4 separate regions of the Mus musculus genome follow, and all the other regions are linked to region 2. A link is a contact called in public HiCAR-type, HiChIP or PLAC-seq and capture Hi-C data. All regions are on one chromosome and are shown on one strand. Each heading gives the region's core, a stretch centred on a gene start, on an enhancer-like site or on the middle of the called end of the contact. The rest is flanking DNA. Distances are from core to core; before and after follow the strand shown. Region 1 holds the start of Nacc1 (nucleus accumbens associated 1, BEN and BTB (POZ) domain containing). Region 2 holds the start of Zswim4 (zinc finger SWIM-type containing 4). Region 3 overlaps Cacna1a (calcium channel, voltage-dependent, P/Q type, alpha 1A subunit). Region 4 overlaps Cacna1a (calcium channel, voltage-dependent, P/Q type, alpha 1A subunit).

What was found. HiCAR-type assays count read pairs that join an accessible place to other places. HiChIP or PLAC-seq counts read pairs in DNA pulled down with a chosen protein or histone mark. Capture Hi-C pulls out chosen DNA fragments and counts their contacts.
Region 1: a contact with region 2 is called in a capture Hi-C map of macrophages, with 3 times the contacts expected there. The contact joins the promoter of Nacc1 here to the promoter of Zswim4 in region 2. A contact is called at or near these places in 1 of 39 promoter capture datasets (embryonic stem cells), 6 of 115 datasets of contacts at active chromatin or transcription factors (astrocytes, bone marrow-derived macrophages, cardiomyocytes and 2 more) and 3 of 9 other capture datasets (liver, macrophages and pancreatic islet).
Region 3: an H3K27ac HiChIP or PLAC-seq map of embryonic stem cells shows a contact between it and region 2, with 4 times the contacts expected there. The contact joins the enhancer-like site here to the promoter of Zswim4 in region 2. A contact is called at or near these places in 9 of 115 datasets of contacts at active chromatin or transcription factors (embryonic forebrain, embryonic hindbrain, embryonic stem cells and 3 more) and 2 of 9 other capture datasets (embryonic stem cells and pancreatic islet).
Region 4: a contact with region 2 is called in a HiCAR-type map of embryonic stem cells, with 4 times the contacts expected there. The contact joins the enhancer-like site here to the promoter of Zswim4 in region 2. A contact is called at or near these places in 1 of 15 datasets of contacts at CTCF or cohesin (the NIH/3T3 cell line), 1 of 484 Hi-C or Micro-C datasets (myocytes), 4 of 115 datasets of contacts at active chromatin or transcription factors (bone marrow-derived macrophages, embryonic stem cells and trophoblast stem cells) and 2 of 9 other capture datasets (embryonic stem cells and macrophages).

What each region holds. Positions count from the first base shown.
Region 1 is chr8:84,683,667-84,690,452 of GRCm38.p6, reverse strand. Nacc1 (nucleus accumbens associated 1, BEN and BTB (POZ) domain containing) reads left to right here and starts at 2,591. Exons shown (of 6, transcript NM_025788.3): 1 at 2,591-2,778. Trmt1 (tRNA methyltransferase 1) reads right to left here and starts at 1,206. Exons shown (of 17, transcript NM_001164559.1): 1 at 1,104-1,206; 2 at 545-821. The coding sequence starts at 801.
Region 2 is chr8:84,233,740-84,240,008 of GRCm38.p6, reverse strand. Zswim4 (zinc finger SWIM-type containing 4) reads left to right here and starts at 2,967. Exons shown (of 14, transcript NM_172503.3): 1 at 2,967-3,142; 2 at 4,905-5,106. The coding sequence starts at 3,005.
Region 3 is chr8:84,550,015-84,556,995 of GRCm38.p6, reverse strand. It overlaps Cacna1a (calcium channel, voltage-dependent, P/Q type, alpha 1A subunit), which reads right to left. Exons shown (of 47, transcript NM_007578.3): 15 at 6,559-6,631; 16 at 3,866-3,983; 17 at 3,667-3,734; 18 at 186-292. Among named protein-coding and RNA genes, the nearest start is that of Gm32854, 35 kb to the left of the region's middle. Within about 2 kb of position 2,510, at least 48 of the 459 cell types and tissues checked have an H3K27ac peak or open chromatin away from gene starts, as enhancers often do.
Region 4 is chr8:84,499,066-84,506,093 of GRCm38.p6, reverse strand. All of the region lies in intron 3 of Cacna1a (calcium channel, voltage-dependent, P/Q type, alpha 1A subunit), which reads right to left. Among named protein-coding and RNA genes, the nearest start is that of Gm32854, 86 kb to the left of the region's middle. Within about 2 kb of position 4,318, at least 126 of the 459 cell types and tissues checked have an H3K27ac peak or open chromatin away from gene starts, as enhancers often do. A contact at or near this core is called in the NIH/3T3 cell line, bone marrow-derived macrophages, embryonic stem cells and 3 more, where this site is marked.

The DNA of each region.
Region 1 (6,786 bases), core at 1,342-3,841, 450 kb before region 2:
CCTCAGTCCTCCCTTTGACAGTTGAAAAGGTTGTTGTCCCTCCCTAATCCATAAAGTCCCTTCCTTACTGCCCCAAATTCTAGTAGAGAAATCCCATCTCAAAGGCTAAAAATGCTAACTGCTCTATCTTTAGTTAAACCCAGAAAACCGTAAGGTGACTTTTGCAAAGTCCCCCCCCTCTTCAATTCAATGTATGTAAACTGACGTGAAATTTGACTTGCAGAAAAGTAACAGGTCTGTGTGAATACAACTACAGGAATTAACTCTCGGAAGTCAAAGTCCACGACCACATTGTAAAGGGAAAAGGGGAGCCACACACCTTGAACACAGGAGGACCCTAAAAGGAATGTATAGTCCTGGCACTTAATATAAAAATCCGGTATGTGCCTTCATCTTTCAAGATGTTGGCCTTCGACTAATGCTGACGCCTCTCTACCAACTTTTCTCTTCCTTTGAGTGCCGCGTCCCGGACTGATATTCTCGTACAACCTCTACCTAACTGACCAACTCCCCTTGGCCAAGCTAACCCGCGACCCTTGCTCACGTCAGGTCCCGGTTGAATTCCTGCACCGGGTTATAGAAAACCTCGTTAGCACTGGGAAAGACGATTTTGGCGGCGCCCTCAGTGACAGTCGCAACCGGGTCCGCGGGTGGGCGCTCTTCCCAGGACCGGGTGCCGTTCTCCATCGCTGGTGGAGAGGGAGGCTTCTGGGCCTTCCGTTCCATGAACTGAGCTCTACAGAGGCTGTGGGCCGGACGGAGAGGACGGCTTAGCCACAGGATCGTCCTCGCGAGGGACATCCGCGGGCGCCTCAACCCGCCTGCCGTTTTCGAGAGAAGGGAAAAGGCATAGGGAGGTCAGAGAGCTGCATTCTGGGGCGGGGGTGGCCTCTATATCTATAAAGTAGAAACTAAAATCCGGTGGCCTCCATAACATCCTGCGTTCTCGAGGGCACTGGACCCAACAGAGGCTAAGGCCCGCGGCTCAGATTTCCCAACACACACACCCGGACAAACTTCTCTCTTCGGCTCAGGTTTCCCACCACACCCACACACCCACCCACCCACCCACCCACCCGGACAAGCGTCTCCCTTCCGCTCACAGGATCCAACGAGTCACGGTGCATGCTTCTCGCATTAGGGCCTGGGAGCCGCCATGTTGGCAAAGAGGGCGGGCCAATCACATGACAATAACTGACCAATTAGAGACATTACCTACAGTGGGCGACCAGGGTCAAGACTCTTCTAGGGAAGGAAGTGCGCAGGCTACACTACACCAGTGATTCTTAATAATACAACTCTTCTACAAGGGAGTTTCACTAGTTTAATTCAGGGCAAAAAGCGGAGGCACTCTGCACCTTTAGATGTCTTCTGTGTGCACCTTGTAGGTTAACTCAGGCTCTAGAATAGTATTCACTGTCTTTGAATCTCAGTCCCACCACGTACTCTGGGCAAGTTAATTAAAATGTAAGGCTCCTATTTCCCTTACCTGTTAAATAGGAATCTTAGCTGTCAAGGGCAAAGATTAAATAACCGAATGCCTGGGAAGTGTGCAAAGGAGCCACTCAGACTGAGTGTTGGCCTAATGTATGCATCAGGAAAATATGGAGATCCGGGATGTGAGAGTTATCTTAGCTTGCCTTGCTATATGTTATCTGTTAATTGGGGGTAGAGGGCACTCTTAATCCAGGTTGTCCTGGAGTTATATAGCCCAGGGCAGATTAGAGTTTCCTGCCTCAGTCTCTCATATGGTGAGATTTCAGGCATTTCTACCAGGCCCAACGGTACTTATTTTGTTTCAAAATTTTATTTTTTTGTTATTTTTGTGTATGTGTGCAGTTGTGTGTAAGTCCTCAAAGAGCAAAAAGGTGATAGTTTCTAGAACTGTAGCCATCTGACATGACTGCTGGGAACTGAACTCTATTCAACAAGAGCAGTACACACTCTTAATTTTTTTGAGACAGGGTTTCTCTGTGTAGCCCTGGCTGTCCTGGAACTCACTCTGTAGACCAGGCTGGCCTCGAACTCAGAAATCCTGCCTCTGCCTTCCAAGTGCTGGGATTAAAGGTGTGTGCCACCATTGCCCGGCCAGTAGACACTCTTAATCCAGTCCGCACTCTTCTGTTCTTGACTCTGCTACCCATCCAAAAAGTAGTCAGGCCTCTCTAACATTAGTTATAAGACGTATAATTATCTGAGTTAGTGCAAAATGCTAACAGAACTTCACATCGCATAAGCATCCTGAGTTTTCACTTTATTAACCTCTTGAACCTAAGTTTAAATCTTCGTATTCACTTTCCTGTGATCTTGATAGTTTACTCAGCTCAGCTCCATGAAACCTCATTTCCACAAAGAGCCTAAACTGTTCCTGGAACAACAGTTGTTCTCATTTTACAAGAAACTGAAGCTCCAAGATACAGAGCAACCTGTCCCGCAGTCACTCAACTTAGCCCGTCTACAGAACCGAGACCCGGGAGGAAAGAGGAGCTGGTGAGAACCGAAGCGCTCGAAGCGCGGCTAAGCTTGCCTAAGGGGCGGGGCCGAGGCAGTTTTCCTCCCTGCCGGCAGCGCCGTGCGCTTCCTCGGCGCTCGGCTGGGGCGGCCTGGCCCACAATGAATGGCCGCCGCGGCTACCACTGCTGCTGAGGCGGAGGCCGCGGAGGCCGCAGAGGCGGAGGCCGAGGCCGAGGCGCAGGGAGGCGCGCCCCGGGCCCAGGCCCGGCCCCAGCTGCCGCTGCGGAGCCCGCCGGGAGGCCCCGGAGCGCGGCCACAGCGCAGGTGAGATGGCCCGCCCCAGGCCCAATTCCGGCCTCCTCCCGCCCGGGGCGGCCCGAGGACATCAGAGGTTCCGGCGGAGGGCCGAGAGGCGAGGCCTCCGGGCGCCCTGCTGCGAACCAGAAGCCGAGCCCGCGGCGCTGACAGCGGCGGGAGGGCAAGAGTGAGATGGCCGAATCTCAGCTGGCGGCCTACAGCGTCCAGCCCGCGGGCCCGGCCCGCAGGGCTTGAAGGCCGCTCGGGGGAGGCGCGGGTCGCGGGATCCTTGAAGTCTCAGGGCCGGAGGGGGTAATCGCGTGGAGCCGGCAGGCGAGGCTGGAGGGGGGAGGGGAGGCCTCGGGCTGGCGGGGGGTGGGAGGGCGGAGGGCTGCGCCGCCCGAGGGAAAAGGCCTGGAGGGGTGCGGGAGGGCCGGAGCTTGCAGGTAGAGGGCGCTGGGGAAGGGGGTGGGCGGGTCAGGTTACAGGCCTTGGGGGGAGGTGAGGAAAAGCCCGGGAAGTTAGACTTGGGGGGGGGTGGGCGGAGCTTGCTCGAGTGGGGGCGGATTGGAGAGAGCCCTAAGATATTTGCAGGGGGTCGCACGAGGTCAGAGACTAGAGATGTGCGGGTAAACTCCGACGGGAGGGCATCAGGTAAGGCTGGGCGTGTTGGGAGTTTGCAGGCGGCCCAGGGCCTATGGTTTAGGATGTGGGGAGCAGGTTAGGAAAACCTGGTGTGAGCTAAGGGATCTGCCCCCCCCACACACACACATCTCCGTATGTTTGCTTAGGGTCAGAACCGGGGGGGGGGGGTTCCTCTTTCCCACGCCTCTTCTCTGACACCTTGGCCAACTGCTAACAAGGACAGGCCAGCGGCTGGATGGGAGTTAGCGTGGGCTGCACCGGATACCTAGTTCAAACATCTTGTTTTCGGTGTGTATGGCCCCTACTCAACCCACCGCCCTACCCCACCCACTATGGAGGCAGCCCAGCAGACATTACCTGATTATTCTAGAGTCCTGAAATCGTTCTCAGCCTTCTGGCGCCGGAACCTGGGGGCTCCAGTCTAGAAGATGAGCCCTCACAGCGTTGCAATACGCCCTAGCTTTCCAGGCCCAACCTGCTGCCTGGGCCTGAATTCTGTCTCCTCCTGGGAGATAAAATATTCTGTCGCCTCCTGGGATGGTGACTGCCTGAAGCTCTGTTGTGTCTTTGAGACAAAACAGGTACCTACACATCCTGACTTGTGCCTGGGGGAGGGAGAAGGAGGGCTCCTGGTCCCAGGGCCTTCCCTCCCTCCTTGGTGCCCCTTCTAGGGCAGGTTGTATGCTAAGCGTGGAACCAGCTAGTTCATTGATTACTCGCCACCGCTGGGTCTTTGGCTTTCTCTTTTCAGAGAAAGAAGCTGGGGTTCGGGGCGGGGCTTGTCCCTGGTCATATGACTAGACTGTGGCCTATGCCTATTAAGTCAAGTTCGCCCTCCTTGGGTATCAGCAGAGAAATTCCTGCTGTTCCAATTCCCTGTTGGAGTCTTCTTGGACCTGGCCTTTCCTGGGCTCTCTAGACCGGCTCAGTCAATCCCCTTGCAGTAGTTCCAAGGAACTGTGTGTGGGCTTCTTCATCCTGCTCATACCTTCTCTCCCATCCCGCATCTGGGAGTCAGGGGCACGGGGCTCATGAAAGTGCTGGTTCTGCTGCAGGAAGTGGTTGTAGAAGAGGGTGGTAGTGGTTTGGGAGTGAGATTTTGCTTTGCCTGGACTTTGTGCGCCTTACTTTGGTTTCTTAGCACACTGCTCCAACTCTAGACTAATTGCAAGGTTAACAGTGTGTTCCTTGTTTTGGAAGGGTAAAGTTTTTGTTTTAGTGTTGTTTTTTTGGTTGATGTTACTCTAGCTCAGGCTGACCTTGAACTTATTATAGCCTAACTAGTCTTAAACTATAGCCCTCTTGCCCATCAGCCCAGTGCGGGGATTGTATAGGAATGAGGACCACACACTGTCTTGGTGACTTTGACTGGACATCCTCAGCACCAGAGTCAGCTACAAACTTCTGGGTTGCTGGTATCAGGCAGTACTGGGTTTATTGATGATTTTCTTGAGTCTCCATTTTCCCTCTTATCCTTGGAGTTTCCAGAACTCCACCATCTTCTGGGCCATGCCCTCCAGCCTGGTCTCTTGATGGGGGAGGGGAGCTGAGGACTGGTCCAGCAGCCTGTGTTACAGAACTTGGTGCTTTCAGATTGTTTTCTCTGCTGCTGCAGCTCTCCAGGAAAACCCCCCTCTTGCCTCTCAGTTGTCTCTGTTAGTTGGGCTGATATCACCTCAGCATCTTTAGAATTACCTTTATTCTCACCACTGGCTGCTGCTGCTGCAACTTTGCTTTAGCTGTTGATGCACAGAGACCGATGTGGACCAAGGGGAACTGCTGGGGCATAGACTGGCTGGCTGTTCCTAGGCCTTAATGAGTCAGGTATCCAGGACAGATGGTGTCAACTAGTTACAGCTGGAATGCAAAACTGGTGGGAGTTGGCCCTGCAGTATGAAGGCAGAAATGGCCAGGTGGCCCCTCCACATGCAACTAGAACAGAAGGTGCACTGGTCATATCTGCTCTTCAGTGAGGACCTTAGGCAAGCCCAGCCTCCGCTAAAGTGGTCAGTTTGCTTTCAGTGTTTTGTGCCCACTCCCTTGCTGAAAACTGAAGAAGCAGTTCTGAGTAACAGTCAGCAGGCTCTCTGAAATGTCTGTTCAGATGGTGACCTAACTTAAAGAAATGGTCCCCAGAGGTTCAGAGAAACTAGCTGCTCTGTTGATGAAGATGGTATAGCAAGACGAGGAGATGATCAGTGGTGTGGAGGCAGGGAGTTCCACTGGGTAATCAGAGACTAGCCATGATCTGAATAGTAAGTTAGGCTGGGGGACGGATGTTCTGGTTGAGGACAACACATTCAGAGCTTTTATTGAGTGTGTGCCAGGCTCCTGCTGAGTTACCAAAAAAAAAAAACGTTTTGTCTTTGTGAGAGAAGAGTGAGGGATGACTCTGGTATAGAGCAGAGATCTTTCATGCTGTCCACAAGAAAGAGCTCAGTCAGAGGATCTCAGAGGTCTCCCTGGCATCCCCAGGCAAAGTCCAGATCCCTTGACTTAAATCCAGAGTCACTCTTCTTTTCTTTTTGGGTTTTGTTTTGTTTTGCTTTGGGTTTTTTGTTTTTGTTTTTTGGATTTTTTTTTTTTCCAGAGACGGTTTCTCTATGTAGTCCTGGCTGTCCTGGAACTCTGTAGACCAGGCTGGCCTTGAACTCAGAGATCCGCCTGCCTCTGCCTTCCAAGTGCTAGGATTAAAGGCATGCACCATCATCAACCAGCTCAGAGTGTCTTAAAGTCTGTCTTCCACAACCCACTTCAGGTTTATGACTCCCTGGGCTTTCTTACATCTGTATTTGGTCTGTACAGGGTCCATCAGAAGGCTGGCCAGTGAGCCCTAACCCAGGGGTTCATTGCCAGAGTGATACAGCACCTGACTGGCCCAGCTACATACCTGAGTTGAGCTTGAGGCAATGCTCGGGCAGTGTAGCCTCTTCCTGGAGCTCGTACCCCAGGATCACTTTAAACACTTCTCTGTGTTTGAGCTCACTCAAGCCCATGCCTAGCGGGCCCTGTGTGGTGGTGTCACTATCTGACACATCTTTGAAGTCAGCAGTAAGTAACCTGTTTGCTGGTGATGTCTTCCCTGGAGTGCATTGGCCCTGTCTGTGGGTGGGTGGGGTTGGGAGAGAAGCAGGCAGGTTAGAAGTAACCTATCATGGGTTGTACTTAACAAATGCTTGCCATCTATTTGCTCTCCTCTGTACAGCCTCAGCAGAGGTGTAAAAGTTAGAACTTGGGGGACCTCTGGTGTTCTCTGAGTGGAGCAGAAGAGTTGAAGGGTGAGTGAACATTAGGATGTGACAGGGTCAGTGCCTCTGCAAGGTCACTTATCCCAGATGCTGGAATTAGGAGGGTATATAACTAGCTTCTTATAATTTATATATTTACTCT
Region 2 (6,269 bases), core at 1,718-4,217:
GTTGTCCTGTAAACAGCCTGGCCTCAAACTCACAGAGATCCACCCGCCTCTGCCTCCTAAGTGCTGGGATTAAAGGCATATGCCACCACCTCCAGGCTAGGGGATTTCATTCTTTTCATCCCCCTTCCTCCTCTTTTCCCCTCCTCTCCTTACCCCTCCTCCCCTTCTTCCTTCTTTTGTTATGGAGGATGGAACCCTGGGCCTAGCGAGCAAAGACAGCACTCTATCACAGAACGCACCCCAGCCAAGACAGCAACTCTGATTTTTTAAATTGTTCTTACTTTCTGTCTGGGTGTGTATATATGTGTGCACATGCCAAGAATTTATTTTTATTTTATGTGTATGGGTGTTTTGTCTGCATATATGTCTGTGCATCGTGTGTATGCCTGGTTACCTTGGAGACCAGAAGAGGATGAGACATCCCCTAGAGCTGGAGTTATAGGCAATTGTGGTGGTGGGAATTCAACCAGGGTCCTCTGGAAGAGCAGTCGGTGCCTTAACTCTGAGCTCTCTCGCTCTCCCACCCACTCTTTTTCTTTTGTTTTCTTTTGTTTCAAAATAGCTCCCAAGATGCATCCTCGGCTCCCCTGAACTCAGGATGCTTGCAGAGTGCCAGGATGCCAGCCGACCACCATCACACCTGGCTTTCTAAAAGTGCTTTTTAAATTTTATTTATTTATTTATATTAGATATTTTCTTTATTTACATTTCAAATGCTATCCGGAAAGTTCCCTATACCCTCCCCCCTAAAAATGCTTTTAAATCGTTATATTTATTATGGTGATAAGGCATGTATGTGCCACAGCACACGTGTAGATCAGATGACACCTGTGAGAGTCAGTTCTCTCCGACCATGTGGGTTGCGGGAATTGAACGCAGATCCTCTCGGTTAATGGTGATCACCTTTACCCTCTAAGCCAGTGGTTCCCAATCTGTGTGTTGTGACTGCCCCCTTGGCAGACCTCTATCTCCAAAAATATCATAACAGTAGCAAAATTAGAGTTATTAAGTAGCAACAAAAATAATTCATGGTGTTGGGGGGGTCACCACAACATGAACTGTATTAAAGGCCCACAGCATTAGGAAAGTGAATAGCTGCTGCATTAACTCAACTCATCTTACCCTAAAAAGCCTAAAAACAACAATACAAAACAAATAAACAGAAAATGTGGTACATTTACGCAATGGAGCACTACTCAGCTATTAAAAACAATGAATTTATGAAATTCTTAGACAAATGGATGGATCTGGAGAATATCATCCTAAGTGAGGTAACCCAATCACAAAAAAAAAAAAAAAAAAAAAAAAAAAAAAAAAAAACCCACACATGGGCTGGGCATGGTGGTGCACACCTTTAATCCCAGCACTCAGGAGGCAGAGGCAGGCAGATTTCTGAGTTTGAGGCCAGTCTCGTCTACAAATTGAGTTCCAGAACAGCCAGGGCTATACAGAGAAACCCTGTCTCGAAAAACAAAAACAAAAACAAAAACAAAATGGAAATAAAGAAACAAAGAAAACTAAGACATCACTGCTGTTATTGAGACAGGGTCCCGCCGGGGATGTAAGATTCCCTTGGAGTTGGAGTCACAGCGATCATGTGCCATGTAGGTTCCAGGAATCAAACTCAAGTCTTCTGGGATCCATTGACCGGTGCTCTTAACCTCTGAGCCATCTCTCCAGTTCCTCCATTGTGTTCTTCCCCCTACAAAAGAGCCCCACTTGAGCAGCCCTGTTTCAAGGGTTCACAGGCTACTTATGAGTGACTGTTAGTTGCCACGGTGGGGAGGGGTCTGTCCAAAAGCAACCAGTGGGCTAGTCGGCTTCTGTGGACCAGGTTGGGTTTTTCCTGCTTTGAGGATCCTAAACACTAAATGGGATCACAGCTATGTTGGCAGGTTTTAGTCTGAACTGCTACTGTACGCTGGGCGCTGTTCCACGTGCTGACTTGTCTCCCCATGGACGTACACTTGATCCTTGGAGCTCAGAGTTCAGAGAGACATTTAACAACCCCCCTACCCTGGTATCTCAAAGAGCTCTAAAGGATGAGGCAAGAGGATCTCCAATCAGACTAACCAGGGTTACATAATGAGAGAAGGGGGGGGGGGGTTCAGAGGTAGTGCAGGGTGGTGGGCCATCTAATCCTGGACTAGATGAATAAATGATGCTGGAGAGGCCGCGACGGTAGGAAAACGCAAGGTTCTCTTAGGTCATGGGGGTGGGGTGTGGAAAAATGACGAAGATGGTGAGTGGCTTCCGCACTGTGGAAAATATAAGCTGAGTCAGGGGGAAAAAACGATTCGAAGTGGGGGATTTGACATGCATTAAGTCCAATCTAATGAAACTAACACTCTCATGGGTCGAAATGGGCAATTTCATGTTCATTCCACAGACGTAGAAAGGATTGGGGTGTCTTAGCTCGCAGCTCAAGAGGAACTCGTAAAGTTAACAGCCCACAGCGAGCGCATTGCTAGGAAGGACTGTGCTGGCCCGGGTCGGCTCTTAGAGCATCCAAACTGTACCAGTGGCCCAGAGAGGTTATTGAGTTTCTAGGGTCATTACAGCTCAGAGAGAGTCAACCCCGGCCGGGAGGCGGCCGGAAGCGACCCTCCGTAAACAAAGCCGTGTGTAGGCGCAGCCCCAGCCGCCAGGCTAGAGGGCCGGCCCAAAGGGGCGGAGAAGGAATGTTGTGAATGAACGTGAGACCTCCCCGAAACTCCTCACAAGGCCAAGCCGTGGGGTTCCCTCATTTTGATTGGCTCATACCGCCCCGTGATGGACAGCGACTCTTCTTGCGACCTCTTATTGGATGGCACAGAAAAGACGGACGTGGAGATTGTCGAATGAACAGCGGCATCTTGGAGGCGGGTCTTTGAGGACAGCCAATAGAAAGGGAGAAATAGGGCGGTGGGGGCGGGGCCTCGTCTGAGGAGGCAGCGGCTGCTAAGACGGCTTCATTGTTGTGAAGAGTCTTAAAGGGGCCGCGTCGTCCGGCCGGCTCGGCCGGATGGAGCCCCCGGCGGCCAAGCGCAGCCGGGGCTGCCCCGCGGGGGACGAGCCCGGGACCGGGGCCCGTCGCAGTCGCCCCGAGCCGTTGTTGGACCTTAGCGCCAAGCGGGTGGCCGAGAGCTGGGCCTTCGAGCAGGTAAGGCCCCGGCCTGCCCCAGGCCTCACACCTCGCCCCCTCCCCAGCAGCCAGCCCCCCACACCGCCACCCCGGGCCCCGCACCCCGAGCCTCTCTGCCCGCGACCCTCCGGGTCTCTATTCTGACCTCTTTTCTTCCTCAAGAGACACACCAGCCCAGAGACCCACACTGCCCCACTCCTGCCGTAGGGTTTCCCTGTCCCACCCTCCAGGAAGAAGACCCCCGTCTCTGCAGGGCCTATACATGACACCCCTGTATCCCTTTGCTCCAGCCTCCAGAGCCCACCAGTCCTCTCCAGATCCCCGACTGTGGGACAAGAGGCAGGGTCACTGAGGGAAGGGCTCTGTGCCCCTCCTCCCCCCTTCCCCCTCCCTCCAGCTATTCCAGAGCCAAGATTGGGATACAGAGGCAGAGAGGCTCCTGGAACCCCTACTCTGTGACTTGTGGAGTGGTGTCCCGAGAAAAAATTCCCCTCTCTCTGTCTAAGGGTCCCCCAAGAAGATGGGAAGGGTCCGAGGCTCCTCTCAGTCCCATACAGCTGTCTTTCAGTCTGACTTTGAGTGTTCTTGGCCTCACAACTCTTCCTGAGTTAGGATGGATGGGTTTGGACTGACCGTGGACTGAGCAGGCTCTGATTCATGACCGGAAAATCCCTCCTTAGTCATCTGCCAACTGTCAGGAGCCGAATCACTGACTCCCCCTTCTCTCGTAGAAACCTTGGGTAGGGCCTCCGTGCTGTTCACCCTATGTGACATGCACAGAAGAACCGTAAAACTGTCTTCAGGACTCTCACAGATCTGCCTTGGCCCAGCCAGGTGCTAAGAGAACTCTGGGCAGGTTCTGGAGCCCTTGTGGAGTTGTTCTCACTTTGAGGAAACTGGGGCACAGAGACGTTGAGAAACTTGCCCAAGGTCACCCAGCCAGTCACTAGCCAACTCAGATTGGAACACAGCCTCGAATGCTGGCTCCATTCCTTGGAGTCTACAGGGGATGGCAGGTCAGCCCTTCCCTCCTAGAGAAGGGGCTTTTTTTTTTTTCCTCAGGGGAGGAACAGGGGAAGAAATACCCAGGGTGGAACTGATGTTGGGAGTCTGAACAATTTGGTTTAGGGATCCTGAAGAGCTGACTTCATCTCTGATGTAGTAATGCTGACCCCTTCAGGTTCTCAAGCTGTCATGCCAGCTTCCTCAGGCTCGTTCTGAGGCTGTGACACTGACCCAGTGCTATGGTTTCAGCATCTTGTGTCCCTGTGAAGATGCCATCTCCATAAGGGGCTGAGCAGAGGGAAGGCTAGGAACCCACGTCCTCGGTCTTTCTCACACGTGTATCTAACTTCTTCTTGTCCTGCACAAAGCCTGGGCTGAGGAGGGTTTTACCCCAGACCCCTGCGACCTGCCAGTAAGAGCTTCTAGAATGTTAACTATGAGCCAGGCACTGTTGTAAATAAATATGATTGTATTGGAACCTATTTTGTTCCTGGGAGTTTCATTGTATCATCCAAGCTGGTGTTGAACTAGTTGACACAAGTATAGCCTCCCAAGTTGTTGGGACTTCAAGGTGTACCACCATTCGTGGCTCACTTATATATATTTTATCTTCCCAATCTCCATAGGATGGTTGATTGTCACATTGCTATTTTATACTTGAGAAGACAGACTCAGAGAAGTCAGGTGCTGTTTATAAGCAGCAAGATTGTGCTGCTTATAAACAGCAAAGCCAGGATTCAATCCCAGGTTTCTAACCCACCAGCACTCCCCACAGGTGGAGGAAAGGTTCTCCCGGGTGCCGGAACCGGTTCAGAAGCGCATTGTGTTCTGGTCTTTTCCACGAAGTGAGCGGGAGATCTGTATGTACTCATCACTGGGCTACCAGCCCCCAGAAGGTGAGCAGGACACCCGGGTACCATTCACCCGTGGGCTGCACCTGCTACAGAGTGGGGCTGTGGATCGAGTGCTACAAGTAGGTGAGTGAGCCTTCCACCCTGGGGAGGCTTGGAGATGGGGGAGGCTGGAGGAGAGAGGTGGGCCAGGGACTGGGGAACTTCCAAGAACCTGCTCTAAGGCTCAGGTGAGATACCATGGCATTCTCCAGGTACAGCACTGGGAAGGCAGAGGCAGGAGATGGAGAGGCCAGCCTGAGCTTACATAGTAAGATCCTGTTTCAATGAGGCAGATAAAAAAGTACTAAAAAGTACTGAAGATAATGATATAGTAGACTTCAGAGACTAGAACATAGTGGAGGCTCAGCGAGAGGAAGGTGAACCAGAAAGTGGGGGTACAGAAGGCCCGGCATCAGCAAGAGGACCCAGGTAAGGGGAGAGGAGAGCAGTGGAGCTCATGCTGGATCCCAGACTGGCTCTTGCTGTAGGGATTGAGACATGGCTGATAATTCTAGAATGTGGGCTTTAGACTGGAGACGGGATTATGAACTGAAGGTGAAGAATGTCAGGCAGCTGAACTGATGAATGGAAAAAAATGTGGAGAAACGAGGAAGCAGGGTCCCAGGGAGGGCCAGAGGGTTGACCATAGGAAGAGCCAGTTCCTGCCCTCACACAGAGGGCATCTGCGAAGCAGTGGTGTACAAAGCCAAGGGGAAAATAATGTGAAGACTAGATGTGGTGGCACACAGTTATAACCTCAGTGCTTAGGAGGCTGGGACCAGAGAACTCAAGGTCATGATCAGCCTGGACTAAACAGTGAACCCTGCTCTGAAAACCAAAACAGTCTTAGTGTGGAGGCACATGCCTAAGGCAGAGGTAGATGGATCTCTGTGAGTTCCAGGCCAGCTAAGGCGTCATAGTGAGACCCTGTCTCGCAACAAACAGAATGATCCCAGGCCTCAGTAGCTAGACCCAGGGAGAAGCTGGGAGAGAGTGTGATGCTTAGGCAACCATGTCCTGGAAGAGACTGTGATCAAAGGCCACGTGCAGAACAGTAGAGTGACTATAGTGACAAAAATTTACTGTGTCTTTTATAAAGAACTAAAAGGAAGAAGTTAGAGGCTTCCAAACACAGAAGTAATCACTGTGAACAGAGCTGGAAAAGCCAGTCGCCTGTTCTGCTCGTCATGTGTTGTGTTGAGGAACCGTACTCCATGGATGTGGATGGCTCCTGTGTGCTGATGAGG
Region 3 (6,981 bases), core at 1,261-3,760, 320 kb before region 2:
GACATGGATGCTGCCTTCCCAGCAGTTACAACAGGACCAGGCTCATTGTAGGTGTTCATTAAATACAGAGTGAAAGGGGACGAGAAAGCAAAGGTGCCGACCTCTCCCAGGCTCAGCAGTTAGGGGCCACGCTAACTCTCCCCACATCCTTGCCTGGGTGGCGCTTAAGGCTTGGGGATACTTACACGGCTATGGACATGTTGGCTGCAGACAGGGGACTCACTTCTGCTACCTCCTTGGCTTTCTGTAGAGCCAGCTTCTGATTGGCTGCCTCTTCCTCTTCTTGCTCATCCTGGAAGGTAAGTGGGATTCTTGTTCACAAGAACAAAGGGCCTGGCGGGGGTGGGGGGCACTTCCCACCTCCAGGGGGGGATTTCCCACCTCGCTGCCAGCTGGGGCAAAAGTGAAGTACTGAGAAGTAACTTCAGCTTGGACCTTCACCAGTTAGAACCAAGCCCCCCACCCCACCCCCCACCCCCGTCAGACTGGGTGGTGAAGTATACTGCCATTCCCGTGTGGTCATGCTGGCTTGCTAGCTTATTAACCTTGGTAGCCCAAGCTGGTTTGGAACTTGAGATGGTCTCAGCCCAGCCTCCCCAGTACTAGAATAACAGGCACATGCACGCATGCCTGGCTACCCTGCCTCTGTTCCCCCAACTGTGTTTCAGGTTTTATGCTAGCTGGAACAGAGCTCTGTCCCTGAGCTGCACTCCCAGCCCTGTGTCTGTAGGTGTTCTGTGCTTTACAGGTCGTTTAAGTGCTCAGAATCCGCTCCCTTCGACATCCCCAGAGGCAGAGCCGTAGGTTCCCCAACTGTCAACAGCCCAAAGGCAGTCTGGGGTTTATAAGATCTATCCGCAGCCCCAACTGTGGGAAGATGGGGAGAGAGGGGTTGGCTTATGGTTTCAATTCATGGCCTAGGTGGTTGGGGACTTAAAGTCATTTCACTATGTCGCAGAAAAGCCCTCAGTTGCCCAGTGTGGTGCAGGTGATGAACGCCATTAATCCTAATGCTCAGGAGGTAGAGGCAGGAAGTTCTCTGTGAGTTTGAGGCTAGCCTGGTCTACATAGTGAGTTCAAGGTCAGCTAGGGCTACAAATTGAGACTCTTTGTTAAAAAAAAACAAAAAAATTGAAAGAAAGGAAGAGAGAGAGAGAGAGAGAGAGAGAGAGAGAGGGAGAGAGAAAGAAAAGAAAAACCCATCAATGGAAAGACAAAGAAAAAACAAGGAGGAAAGAGATAAAACCAAACCCACCAATAAGAGAAGCTATGGGGACTGCCCCCACTTTCTAAGCTCCCCTGGAACAGAAGTAACCTGCACCTTAATCACTGTCAGTGACAGGAGACAGGGTTCCCTGATGTCAGGCACCGTGTCCAGCATCTTTTAGACCCAGGTGGTTGGAACATTGGTCTCAGCCACACTGAAAACGAATGTTTCCCGGCCCCGGCAGCACCTGCAGACCCAGGGCTGCCTTCGGGATCTACACTTTCAGCCGGCAGCTGGGTGGGTGTGAAGCACATTCAGGTTTAATTGTCTCGTGTGCAGTGGAGAAAACCACAAGGTTCAGATTCAGCCAGGGTGAAAATCCCAGCCATAACCACTTATTGCTGTGTGACCCTCAGTAAAATCTCTCCATTTCTCTGTGTCTCTTCTTCATGACCAAGCTTCCAGGACTCCCTGACTCAACCCACTGCACTATTCCCTTCAGCACTAACAAACAGTGCTTTTAAAAATGCATCTGATTTCTGGCCTGCCTCTACAACCTGAATCCTGTCCTCCCAGGGCAGGGACTGTTGTCTGTCTGTCTGTCTTGCTCACCGTACTCTCCCTGGCTTCGAGCCTGTGCTCACTGTTGGTAGTCAATCCATGATTACGGATGAGGCATGGTATCTGTAAAATGTAGCTCAAACAAGTCCCTTCCTTTGCTTGGGGATTACAATGGTGTGAGCCACATGTACAGTGGATGAAGGGGAAGACGGGGGTCTGCAGGGGGATGGCTGCCTTCACTTTGGAGTGTAGCTGGCCTGTCTTCCCATGCCAGCCTCCTGTGTCTTGGATGAGCTCATGGCTGGATCGGACTGTGGTGACACATGCCAGCCAGCTTCATGGTGGCTGAACTCTTGGCTTTGTGCCTGGGGTGGGAGACTTCCGCTTTTCCCTGCCGGAGGTGGGGCTGGGAAATTCTCCCTCCCTCCTGCCAGGGCAAACAGATGGAAGCTTGGCAGCCCCTACCCCTGTAGCCTTGCAGTCCTGGGTTCTGAGGCACTGGGGAGGGGCTCCGGGGCTGGGAGGAAGACTCTGCCTGCAAGCATTGTGTGTTAATTCTGCAGAGCCAGCCGTGGCTGCAGGAAAGATGGTCTCTGTCCCTGACACCTCAAGACTGCACAAACTGCGGTTTCTCTATGTTTTCTCCTCCAAGGCCGATGAGCCCAGCTCTGGCACATGGGCCCCACTCATCACCACCTTGTCCAGGGTTTTCTGCGCAGCCCATAATCTGGCTGCTCTGTTCACAGCCACCAGGGGGCGTGAGCTGCTTTGCAGAAAGCAGGGTTTCCTCCCCCAGGCCTGACTGGCATGGACCTGAGGACACTTAGGATGCCGGAGGATGCCTTGAGGGGCACGTGATGCCAGCTTGTCCCCAGATAATTCAGCGTCACTGAGTAGGAATGAAACCTGGGCTTCATCTCACCCGGTGACTTTTCTTCCCGAGTTCCTGCCCCAGCTCTTCTCTGCCCTTTGTAGGGCTCCATCTTTGCTCTTGCAGTTCCTGGTGTATGGCACTGGCATCTACCTTCCCTGGCCTTGGCTTTCCCACATGTGGTGTGTGTGTGTGTGTGTGTGTATACACACACACACACACACACACACACACACACACACACACATGCATATCTTTTTTTTTTTTTTTTTGAGGGAACACAGGTTCTTTATGTGGCACGCGTCTTAAACTTTCAATCCTCCTACCTCAGTTCTGTGCTCAGTCACACACCACCACGCTGGCTGCATGATGCTTTAAGTAGTGGCCATACCATCTGCGACCATGGATCTTTTCTTTCTGACCCTCAGTTTCCCCTTCTCCGAAGGAGGACTGGAGTGGAGCCTGGCACCTGGACCACAGCTCTGTACTGTTGTCCCTTGGAAGGCCAGCCTGAGGGCATTCCATCTGGCTAGTTCCTCAGCACAGGGTCACAGGTGGAAACATAAGCCTGCAGACCCACCCTGTCTTCCCAGCCAGGTAACCTGTGCACCTTGTCTCGAACCTCCTATCAACTGTCCCCTGGCATGCTCCCTGTGGAAGTCAGAAGGAGGGTGATTTGGGGGAAGGGGCAACCCTTGTCACTGTGTCTGAGCCTTGCTAGCTCCAGCTCTGCCAGAGGCCCTACCAAGTCACTCCTTGCCCCATCCTTTGGCTGGCAGCAGTGCCCATTATCCTGAAAGTCCTTATTCCTCAAGCCTTTGGGTGCAGGCTCAATATCTGTCCTCAGAAGCCACCTTACTGTCCCCTTCCCCTTCTGGGCTACAAACTATCTTGATCAGGGATGGCATGGCTCCAGGAGAGGTGCCCAGTGCTCCCATCCCCAGCAAGAGCCCTGACCCAGCCCCCACATCCCTCCAAACCCTGCTGTCATGATCTGCCATGAGCAGGTGGTTACTGTGCCCTCCACCTTGGTGAGCTCCTGGGCATTGGCCAGGTTGTCCACTGCGATGGCCAAGAACACGTTCAGCAGGGTGTCTGTATGTCGAGTCAGGGAAAGCAGCTGATGGAAGGAAGCTCACGGCCTGGTGGGGCTGGTGGAGCCTGGGCATTTGGGTCCCGCCTGCTCCACCCACACCCAGTCTGTCCCTGGTGCCCACGAAGGATACAGTTCCCGAAGAGGGTGAGGACGATGAAGTAGATGGAGAACACCATGCCGCCCTGCACGCCCCCCTGAGACTTGATCCCATCATACATGACCTCATTCCAATCCTCGCCAGTCAGGATCTGAAAGATAGGGACAAACACACAGCCAAGCCCCTCTCAGCCACCAGCTCATTGGAGCCACAGCTTCGGCCATGTCTGTCAGCCCAACCCCAGCCCAGGTCTTCTGGAGCCCTTGTGAACTTCTATCTCTGTGCCTGTGGCTGGGGGTTCTCAGCTTGGCTGTGGGAAATAGGGGATATGGGTGTCTCAAGGCTTTTGGTGACCCGTCTTTTCTGATGTGACACAAGTGTTAGCTCTGGACTAAATGGGTCCCTGTCAAGCTCCAAGGCAGAAGCTCAGCTCAGAGTGAGTTGGTATTTGGCAATTTAGCGAGACCCTGTCTCTAACAGCAAACAACAATTTAAAAAGGCACCGATTCTGGGGATGGAGCTGGGTGGCAGAGTGCCTGCCTAGCTCACATTTGCCAATGGTTATTGGACCTTCTAAGAAGTACCTGGGGTGACATGGGGTCAAGAGGGTGAAGCCTGTATTCCGGCTTGGAGGAGGAGGAGGGAGAGAAGGAGGAGGAAGAGGAAGAAGGAAGAGGAAGAAGAGAAGGAAGAGGAAGACAGAGGTTTGGGGATGTAGCTCAGAAGATGTAGCAAGTGTAGAGCATGTGTTTAACATGTACAAAGTCAGGATTTCTATCCCCAGGACCACATAAACCAGGCATGGTGGCACAAGCCTGCCATACCAGCACTGGGGAGGTGGGCATGAGAATGAGTTGAAGGACAGCCTTAGCTATACAGCTAGCATGAGGCTAGCCTGGGCTATATGAGATTCTCTGTCTGTCTGTCTGTCTGTCTGTCTCTCTCTCTCTCTCACACACACACACACATGCCATAGTGTTAGTGTGAAGACCAGAAGACAATATGTACGAGTCCGTTCTCTCCTTCTACCACATGAGCACCAGAGATAGGACTCAACTTGTCAGACTTGGGGATAATCATGTTTGCCTACTGAGACATGTCATTGATCTGCCTGCCTGCCTGTCTGTCTGTCTGTCTGTCTGTCTACCTACATACCTACCTATCTATCTATTGTCAGGGTCCCACTATGTAGACTAGGGATTAAAGGCCTATATCACCATACCCAGCCCTCCTGTCTTTTAAAATGAAAACAACAAAACAAAACAAAACAAAAAACCACTACCCCAGTTTCTTTCCTTCTATTTACAGTCTCCTGAGGATAAAGGAAATAGGAAAGAACTCCTCTGCTATGGCCAGGCTTCTCAGCCTGGCACTGCTGGTCCAGGGTGGGTCATTCTCTGGGAGGAGCAACCCATGCCTGCCCAGTGCTGAACATCCCTGGCCTCTGATAACCAGATGCCAATGTCATCTGCTTACCCCAAATAGGTATGACCATCAGCAGGGTCTGCAGACAATCAATCAGCAGGGTCTGCAGACAATCAATCAACAGGGTCTGTGACAATCATCGGGGTCTGCAGACCATCAACAGAGTCTGCAGACACTGTCCCTGTCCTGGGAGGAGCTTGGGCCTGCCAATCATCTGCTCTCTGGCTCTGGGTGTTGCTTCACAGCTGTCTTCTCTCAAGCCAGCCTGGCAGTCGCATTTAGAAACTGCCAGCTTTTTAAGAAAAGGAAGGATGGAGGCCATATTCTCTACATAGTCTGTTCTCTCCCAAAGAAAAAACCTCAATCTGAGTATGTTAGAGATCTCTGATCGGCCACTCTCCAAGCCTCAGTGAAGGAAGCAAGCCGTCTTGTCCTGGAACACGTGGAGACTCCTGCTTCGAAGATGGGTAGAGGTATCAACCAGGCCTTTCCCTTTTTGTTTTGTCTTGTTTTGGGTGGGATCTCATAGCCTGACCTTGAACTGGAGTTCCTCCAGTCTCAGCCTCCTGAGTGTTAGGATTACAGGTGTGTGACATTACCCTGGGCTCTCTTTTCATTTTGGCTTCCCTTCTTCCTTCCTCCCCCCCCCCTTATGTCTTTCTATCTGTCTTTCTTTTCTCTTCCTCAGTGTCTCATGTAGCCCAGGCTGACCCCAAACTCATTGTAAACTGAGGATGACCTTACATCCTCTTGCCCCAGCCTCCATGTCCTGGGACAATAGTCCAATGTGCGTCATGCCTAGCCAACTTTGCTGGTTGCATTCTGATACTTAAGAACCTGGAGCCCTGGAGGGATGTCTTATCTTAGGGAAGCCAATTCCTGGACATGGGGAAGAATTGAGTGATTGTTCTTCTGATGGAGATCAGCTTCCCCTGACACCTCCTTCCAGTCCTTCCAGCGTGGGGCAGACAGTCCACTTCACCTTCGCAGGGAAACCTCAAGCAAGGCTCTTCTGTACCTCGACTGGCCCGGGTGCTTTCCTGTGTGGCCCTGTATGGCAGCCTATATGCTTTTTCTTTGTGTTTGTGCATTGTGTTTGGCTGTACTTAGGCTGGAATCCGGGGTCTCATAACATATTAAATAAAAGCTCTAGCACTGAGCCACATCTCCAGCAACAATGAAAACAAGCATTCCAAAACAGCGGGGAAAGGGAAGAAATGGAGGAATTCAGGGATGCTCCTGGCTGCTGGGAAGCCCCTGTCCATGTTTAGGAGCCTGAATCAGGGCCGAGGAGCTCATACCTGAAACACAGTCATTATTGCTGCTGGAAAAGTGTCGAAGTTGGTGGGCGGAGTCCCCTCATCAAAATTAAATCTGCAGAAAGCAAGGACATTTTATGTTAGCCCTCCTTCTCTGAAGTCCTGGTTCAGCTTCTGGTTTCCATGGTAACATCTAGAGTATCTCTGTGTCCCAGGAAGATCCTGTATCTGGTACCCAGAAGCCTGCTACCCTATATGACCATTTGTGTCCTGAGGGCAGTCACGAGATGATGGTCAGCTCAAAGGGGTCAGGGTGTGCATGTGTGTGCATATGTGTGTGTGTGTGTGCATATGCATGTGTGTGAGTGTAGTTGTGCAGTGCATGTGTGCGTGTGCATCTGTGCATGTGTGTGTGCATGCCTGTGTGTGTCTGTACATGTGCATGTCTGTGTGTCTGTACATGTA
Region 4 (7,028 bases), core at 3,069-5,568, 260 kb before region 2:
ACAGAGGCTAGCATCAAGAGGGGCTAGGATCTATAGGGGACACAGTGTAGAGGGAAGCTCTCAATGACAGGGACAGGTTTGAATGTAGTACTAGTGGAGTTCAAAGCAGGCATGAATGGCAGAGTGAGACCCTGTCTCAAACACACACACCCCAGAGAAAGAAGAGAGAAAGAAAGGGACAACTATATTCATAGACATTTGGCAGAGCCTTAAGGAACCGAAGGGCTCCAATACACACAGAAACACCCAAAGAAATGGGATGCCCACACGTCCTGTTATCCCACACCATCCAAGTCAGCGTACATTAGGGACAATAGGTGGTAATGAAACCTTTAAAAAAAGCAGAGCCTAGTGGGAGGTCACAGTTCTCATGGGACACTCCTTAACTTTTCCAAGAGGGCTGTATAAAACAGCAAGACCAGGGATTTCTCTTGTCTGCTATCTCCATATAACCTCTCCTCAGTCATACCCTAGTATGCCAACCAACTGTGTGCAGCAGTTCTGGGGGCCCTTGCCAGAGCTCAGCTTGGTATACAAACTCAGAACCAAAGAATCTGTTGCCTTTAGAAACTGCTCAACCTCGAGTGTTTGATCATAGCAATGAAAATGGATCAGTGCATGTAGTGTGCGATTCTGCAGTTAAGGTTAGAGAATTCGGCAGAGGCAATACTTGTTCACAGCTGGGGTGTGGCTGTGACACCCTACATCCATTCTCCAGTCAGCTGTGTTGTGTGGTGGAACCACACGGACTACAAACCTCATAATACTTTGCTTTCTGCTTCGGTTTGCCTAAAGGTAGGTGCTGGGATGGCATCTCTGCTTCCGACCTTGGGTTTGGACACAGGTAAGTGTCTGGACTATACTCCCAGAATGCTCTGCTCTGTTCCCGGTTGGGTTCATCTAAGGGTAGGTGCTGGGGCTGCATCTTTTGTTTGTGTCTGGCTAGGGAAGGTATTAGGAGGACATCCAGGGAGGGCAATGCTTCCCTATTCCCTTCCTGACCTCAGTCCCTTCTGCAGGGTTGGGCCTTCCCCGAGTCTCCAGGATAGAGGACTGATTTCCCTCCAGAGACCTCGATAGCCTTGTCTGTTTCTTGTTGCTATCTGCCAAAGTCCTCCAGGGCTTACAGCACTGGGAATCAGGGCTGGCTCCGCAGTTCCCTAAGGGTACAGCTATTCAGCCAAGAGCAGATTTTTAGGCAGAAGGCACCAAACACAGAGGAGGAGGAGGTAGAAAATTATGTTTCTTTAAAATGATCTGATAGGGAATATAAGGAGGTGACATGGCCTGAGACAGGGAGGGGCCTCTCACTCCAGAACCTGCTTGCGGTCCCTGGGAGTTAATGATGCACTGAGGCAGGCAGGGTGGCTCAGAGGAGAAAGGAGCCTGAGGCCAAGCTCGAGACCTTCACTCACACTGGCACCCACTGACGGGCGAGACTAGCTAGCCGGCAAGCTTTCCCAGCGCGGGGGTAGAGATGCTCTCTGAAATTCCAGGTTCTTTAAGTGATGCTGGGGATTGAACCCAGGCCCTCACACGCATTTCCCAAGGGACCTATCCCCAGTTTCTCCTTTTCAAGAGTCATTTCAAGTAAGGATATCAGAGTAACAGGAGCCCCTGCTCAGTTAAAGTACATCTGAGTTACCGTAACTCTTTTCGCATCTCACTAGAGGATTAAACAACATGTTCAGGGTTTGGAAAGATGGCTTAGCAGCTAACAGTGCTCATAGCTCGGCTGAGGACCTGTGCTGGGTTCCCAGCACCCACAGATCAGCTCACGATCACCTGTAACTCCTGCCCCTGAGGATCTGACGCTCTCTTCTGGCCTCCACAGGCACCTGCACTCACACACATTTCTAAACACATGCACTCATAGAATTCAAAAAAAAAAAATATATATATATATATATATATATACTTTTGAGAGCCCTGTCCCAGTCAAGGAAAAACATGTTCTTTGACCTGTGGGCAGAAGGGAGTCTGCCATGGCTATTCTTGGTTGTCAACTTGACTATATCTGGGATGAACTAAAACCCCAAAGTGTTGGACGCCCCTGTGAGAATTTTTTTTCTCTTCACTGAATCATTTGAAGTGGGAAGACCCACTTCTAATTCAGATCTTTCACGTGGGAAGACACACATATAATCCAGGTCATGTGAGGTAGGAAGAGTCACCTCTAATCTGGGCCACATCTTCTGCTGGCAGCCTATACACAGGGCATAGAAGACGGAAACCTGCTCTTTGCCTGCATTCTCTCGCCTTGCTAGTAAGTCCATCACTTCTCTGGCATTAGATTCTACTTCTTCAGTGTTCCAGTGTATACGGACGACTGGCTGAGACATCCAGCCTAGTGGAATGAACAACTACTGGGTTCTCGAACCTTCAGTTCATAGCTAGCCATTGCTGATTAGCTGAACCACATTGTGTAAGCCATTTTAATAAATCCCTCCTCCCCCCTCTCTCTCCATTTTCTAAGTCTATAAGTTCTGTTCCTCTGGAGAATCCTGACTAAGACAGAGTCCTTGGATACCCTTTGATGTACAATCTTACCTCAGCAAGTGGTCTTAGCCAGGGCCCCTCATAAACCACCTCACTCTAGATAAGTTCCTTAGATGCAAACAGAACACTAAGATATTTCAAAGCCTTTTAGCAATGTAACTTCAAAGGCCACCAAAATACTCCCAGGTGTACAACTGTCCTTTCTTTCATAAGTGTGCATGGATGTCTGTACCAAGACAATGCTGAGGCTGGCATGACGGCTCAGCAGGTGACTGTCCCCACTGCCCAGCCTGGTGTCCTGAGCTCAATCCCCAGGGCCCCATACAGTAGAAAGGGAGAACCAGCTCCCACAATATGTCCTCTGACCTCCACACACAAGTATAAATGGATGCACACACACACACACACACACACACACACACGTGTATATACATGTGCACAATAAATAAATGTAAACATTTAAAAACCTTTTCCTCAGTAAACTGAGCTTTGCTTCAGACTGCCTCATTTTCTGTGGGGAACAAGAGAATCCAGCTGCCCCTGACCAGAGGTTAGGGTGTGAAGTGGGTGCCCCAGGGAGGGCCTGGCAGAGGCTGGGTCTTTCCCCGTCTCCTGGATGCTGAGCTGGAAGTGCTGGCAGTTTGGGGTGGGATATGCTGTGGACTGCTTTCTGTCCAGGACAGAAACACTTCTCAGTGCTTTTGGACGCTTTTCCTCTTGCTTGTAGATGACTACAGAGGGACAGGGAGATGGCGCTGTGGGCTGAGGGCGCAGAGCCAAAAGGACAAAAGAGCCTGGGTCCTACCTCAGTATGAAGAAAACTGCAGCAAATCTAGAATACACCTCATGGAACTGTGTTTCCTGTGTACAGTGGAACATTACCCATCCAGTAAAAAAGATGGGCTCTGTGGGAAAAGGTGCCAGGCCTGAGGACCCAAGCTATCCTTTGACCTCCAAGACCTGTGTGTGTTGGCAGACAGAGAGAGCCAGAAGCGCACACGCGCGCGTGTGCACACACACACACACACACACACACACGGTCACTTGCACACGAACAGGATGGAACGCAGGTCTTTATGTTTACCCAGCAAGCACTTTATCAACTGAGCCATCCCCAGCTCCTTCCGTCCCTATTTTTTCTCAATTGTCCCCACTGGAAACCCAGCCTCAGTTTCCTTCTCAGGAGGATGGAGAAGGATATAAAAAGTATTCCTCCTGGTATAAGGAGTGAGGCTTACACTTGATTGTTCAGGAAAAGTGCTGATCAGACCCAGGGAGCGGCCAAATGGGACTTTTCTCATTCTCTGAGCAAAGCTGACTGTGATTGGCTGTTATCATTCTCTTTTTCTGAGTAAAGCTGCCTGTGATTGGCTCTGACAAGTTTCCAGCCCAGAGGAAGGAGGCCAGATGAGGACCCCAGCTGCTAGCCAAAAAGCAGCCCAGGAAATGACAGCACATTCCCATGATCCTTAGCTGTCCCAGGAGAGCTCCGGCCTGGTTCCATCCTGACCTCAGACTAACTTTCCAAACTGCAGCTCTGCGTAGAGATTCACTTGCCCTGGATCTTGGCGTCCCAGTGGGGGCCCAGAATCAGGAGGGATTCATAGTACATTCGGGCCACCCACTTCTTTCAGGTCTGATTCTTGTACCCGAACCGGGGTAAGGTGCAACTGGATAGACTGTCCCTGGTCCCTGCAGGCCCCACCCCCACCACACATTAATTAAAATGTGAATCACAGCTGAGTCACTAAAGAGAGGGGGAAAAAAGGTCAATGAGCCAGTCTGGCTCCCCCTCCTTCCAGCTCTAAGGCATGAGTCAGCAAAGTACAGATCAGAAAATGGGGAAGAGAAGGGAGAGAGGTGTGCGGCTCTGCCTGAGAAGCGTCGTCAGCGAGAGCTGCTTTAGTTCTTGGGTTAGCAAAAAATAGTTTCCTAGCCCCTCCCTCAAGGTCTGTTAGCCAGCCCTGTGCTGAGCACAGCGATTCTCATGTCTGCCCAGCTTTTCCGAGGAGCTTTGGCACTTTGGGTCTTGCCCACTTCAAGGATGGCAGGCTCTTTATTAAGGCACCCCTAAGAAGCAGATGTCAACTCTCATCTCCCTACTCCATACCATCCCCAAAGCCCATTAGTCTCTTTAGATTTCTGTGTGATAGCCCTGTTCTGTAGCGAGCAACAGGAAGTGACCACCACTAGGTGGGAAGAATATTCCGGAAGTGCTGATCTCGGGGGTGGGGGTGGGGGTGGGGCTTCATGACACGGTACCCAAGCTGGGACTGGTGGTACAGGCCTATAGTCTGAGCTACTCCTACTTGAGAATTGGAGGCAGGAGGATCACAAATTCAAAGGCTGACTGAGCAAAGTTCAAGGCCAACCTCGGATGACTTAGTAAAATTCTGTTTTAAGGTAAAAAGTAAACAGGAATGGGGGTTGGGGGTGGACACACATGGTACCCGTCAACAGCCAGTGCAGAGGGACAACAGTCCAATAGGTCCTGCTTCACCCTGTCCCTGGGAAGGTAGAAAGACATACCCTACTGAGAGCTGAGTCTCAGACGACCACATACTCAAGACATGCATTAAGTGTGTGTGTGTGTGTGTGTGTGTGTGTGTGTGTGTGTGTGTGTGTGTGTGTGTGTATGCGCATGTGCATGTGCACATACACACATCAGGACACCTTGCAGGAGTTGATTCTCTCTTCCTACCATTTATATCCCAGAAGTGAACTCAGGTCATTAGGTTTAGCAGCAAGCACCTTAACCCACTGAGCCATCTTGCTGGGCTGGAGCTGGGCTTTTCCCTTGTGACATTTTTCACTTCTGCTGGTTGAAGTGGCAGAGGTGGAGCCCGTGCACACAAAGGGCTCAAGCGAAGACACAGTGGCAGCCTGGCACTCCCTGCTGCAGGGGGATGGAAAGGAACCCCACGTCTGTGGTACAGCTGGACCCACAGGAGCCTGCCCCTGCCCACAACCACCACTAAGTTCTCTCTTCTCCCCTCCTGCCTGATGAATGCAGTTCTTAGTCCCAAGCTTCAAGCCACATTTTGGAGGAGGTGCAGCCTCCATCCGAGGGACCCTGCATGGCTGTGTGGAGCCACACCCCACTTCACCTCATCGTACCCATCACCAATCACATTTTAGAAGGTGATTTCTTTTCTTTCTTTCTTTCTTTCTTTCTTTCTTTCTTTCTTTCTTTCTTTCTTTCTTTCTTTCTTTCTTTTTCTTTCTCTCTCTCTCTCTCTCTGTCTCTCTCTCTCTCTCTCTCTTTCTTCTTCTTCCTCTTCTTCTTTTTTTTTTTGTTTGTTTTTTGAGACAGGGTTTCTCTGTATAGCCCTGGCTGTCCTGGAACTCACTTTGTAGACCAGGCTGGCTTCGAACTCAGAAATCTGCCTGCCTCTGCCTCCCGAGTGCTGGGATTAAAGGAGTGCACCACCACGCCCGGCGGAAGGTGATTTCTGAGGGACTAGGGGCATGGCTCAGTGGGTGAAGGTGCCTGCTGCCAAATCTGATGACCTGAGTTCCATCCCTGGAAGGAACCCACATGGTAGAAAGAGGAGACTGACAGAGACAAAGCATACTCTGACTGCATGTGTACCATGTGCATCATGACATAGGCACACGTGAGTGTATACACACACACACACACACACACACACACACACACACACACACACACACACCACACAGTGATGTAATTTAAAAACTTGTAACAAATGTGATTTCTGGGCTGGGGAGATGGCTCAGTGGGTTAAAAGGTCTTTCTTGCAAGCATCGGAACCTAAGTTTGGGTCCCCAGCACCCTGTGAAAAGCCACAGTAGTGATGTGGGTCTGTAAGTCCAGCACTCATGAGACACAGACAAATGAATGTCCGAGCTTGCTGTCCAGCCGGCCCTAGCTAGGTGAGTAACAGATGCTTTAAGAGACCCTGTCTTAACAAACAAGGAGAGAGGGATCTAAGAAGACGCCCTTTGTCAATGCCTGGCTGGTACACACAGAGAACACACATGTAATAAAACTGAAGTTGGTTTCTAAGGCTGGGAGTGTGGCTCGGTGGCAGAGAGCCTGCTAGCCTAGGTGAGGCCCTGGATCCCATGCACAGCCAGACAGGAAAAACCCACAGCTCTCTCGTGCACGGTGCGAAGCCTGGTGACTGGAATTTAGACTCTGAGACCCACATGGCAGAAGGAGAGACCCCAACTCTTACCAAGTTGTCCTTCCACCTCCATGTGGGCCACCCCCACGTGCGGAGAGATCTTTGGCTGTACCTGTCCATGTGGCTAGTTTTAGCCAGCACATTCTCAAAGGTCCTTGATAAGGTTTTTAAATGGACAGTGATGTACCTGCTGAGAGCCCTTTTTCCCTTCTGACCAGACAACGCAACCATTCCCTCAGTGAGACCTGCCCTGAGATGTCTCTGGGATTCTTTTATCCACTCATCCCACAATCTGGCCATTGAGCTGGGGGAGCCTCCTTTCTGATGGAGGGAAGATGGGCTTGGTCTGGGATCTCACCGAGCAGAAGCGCCAATCTG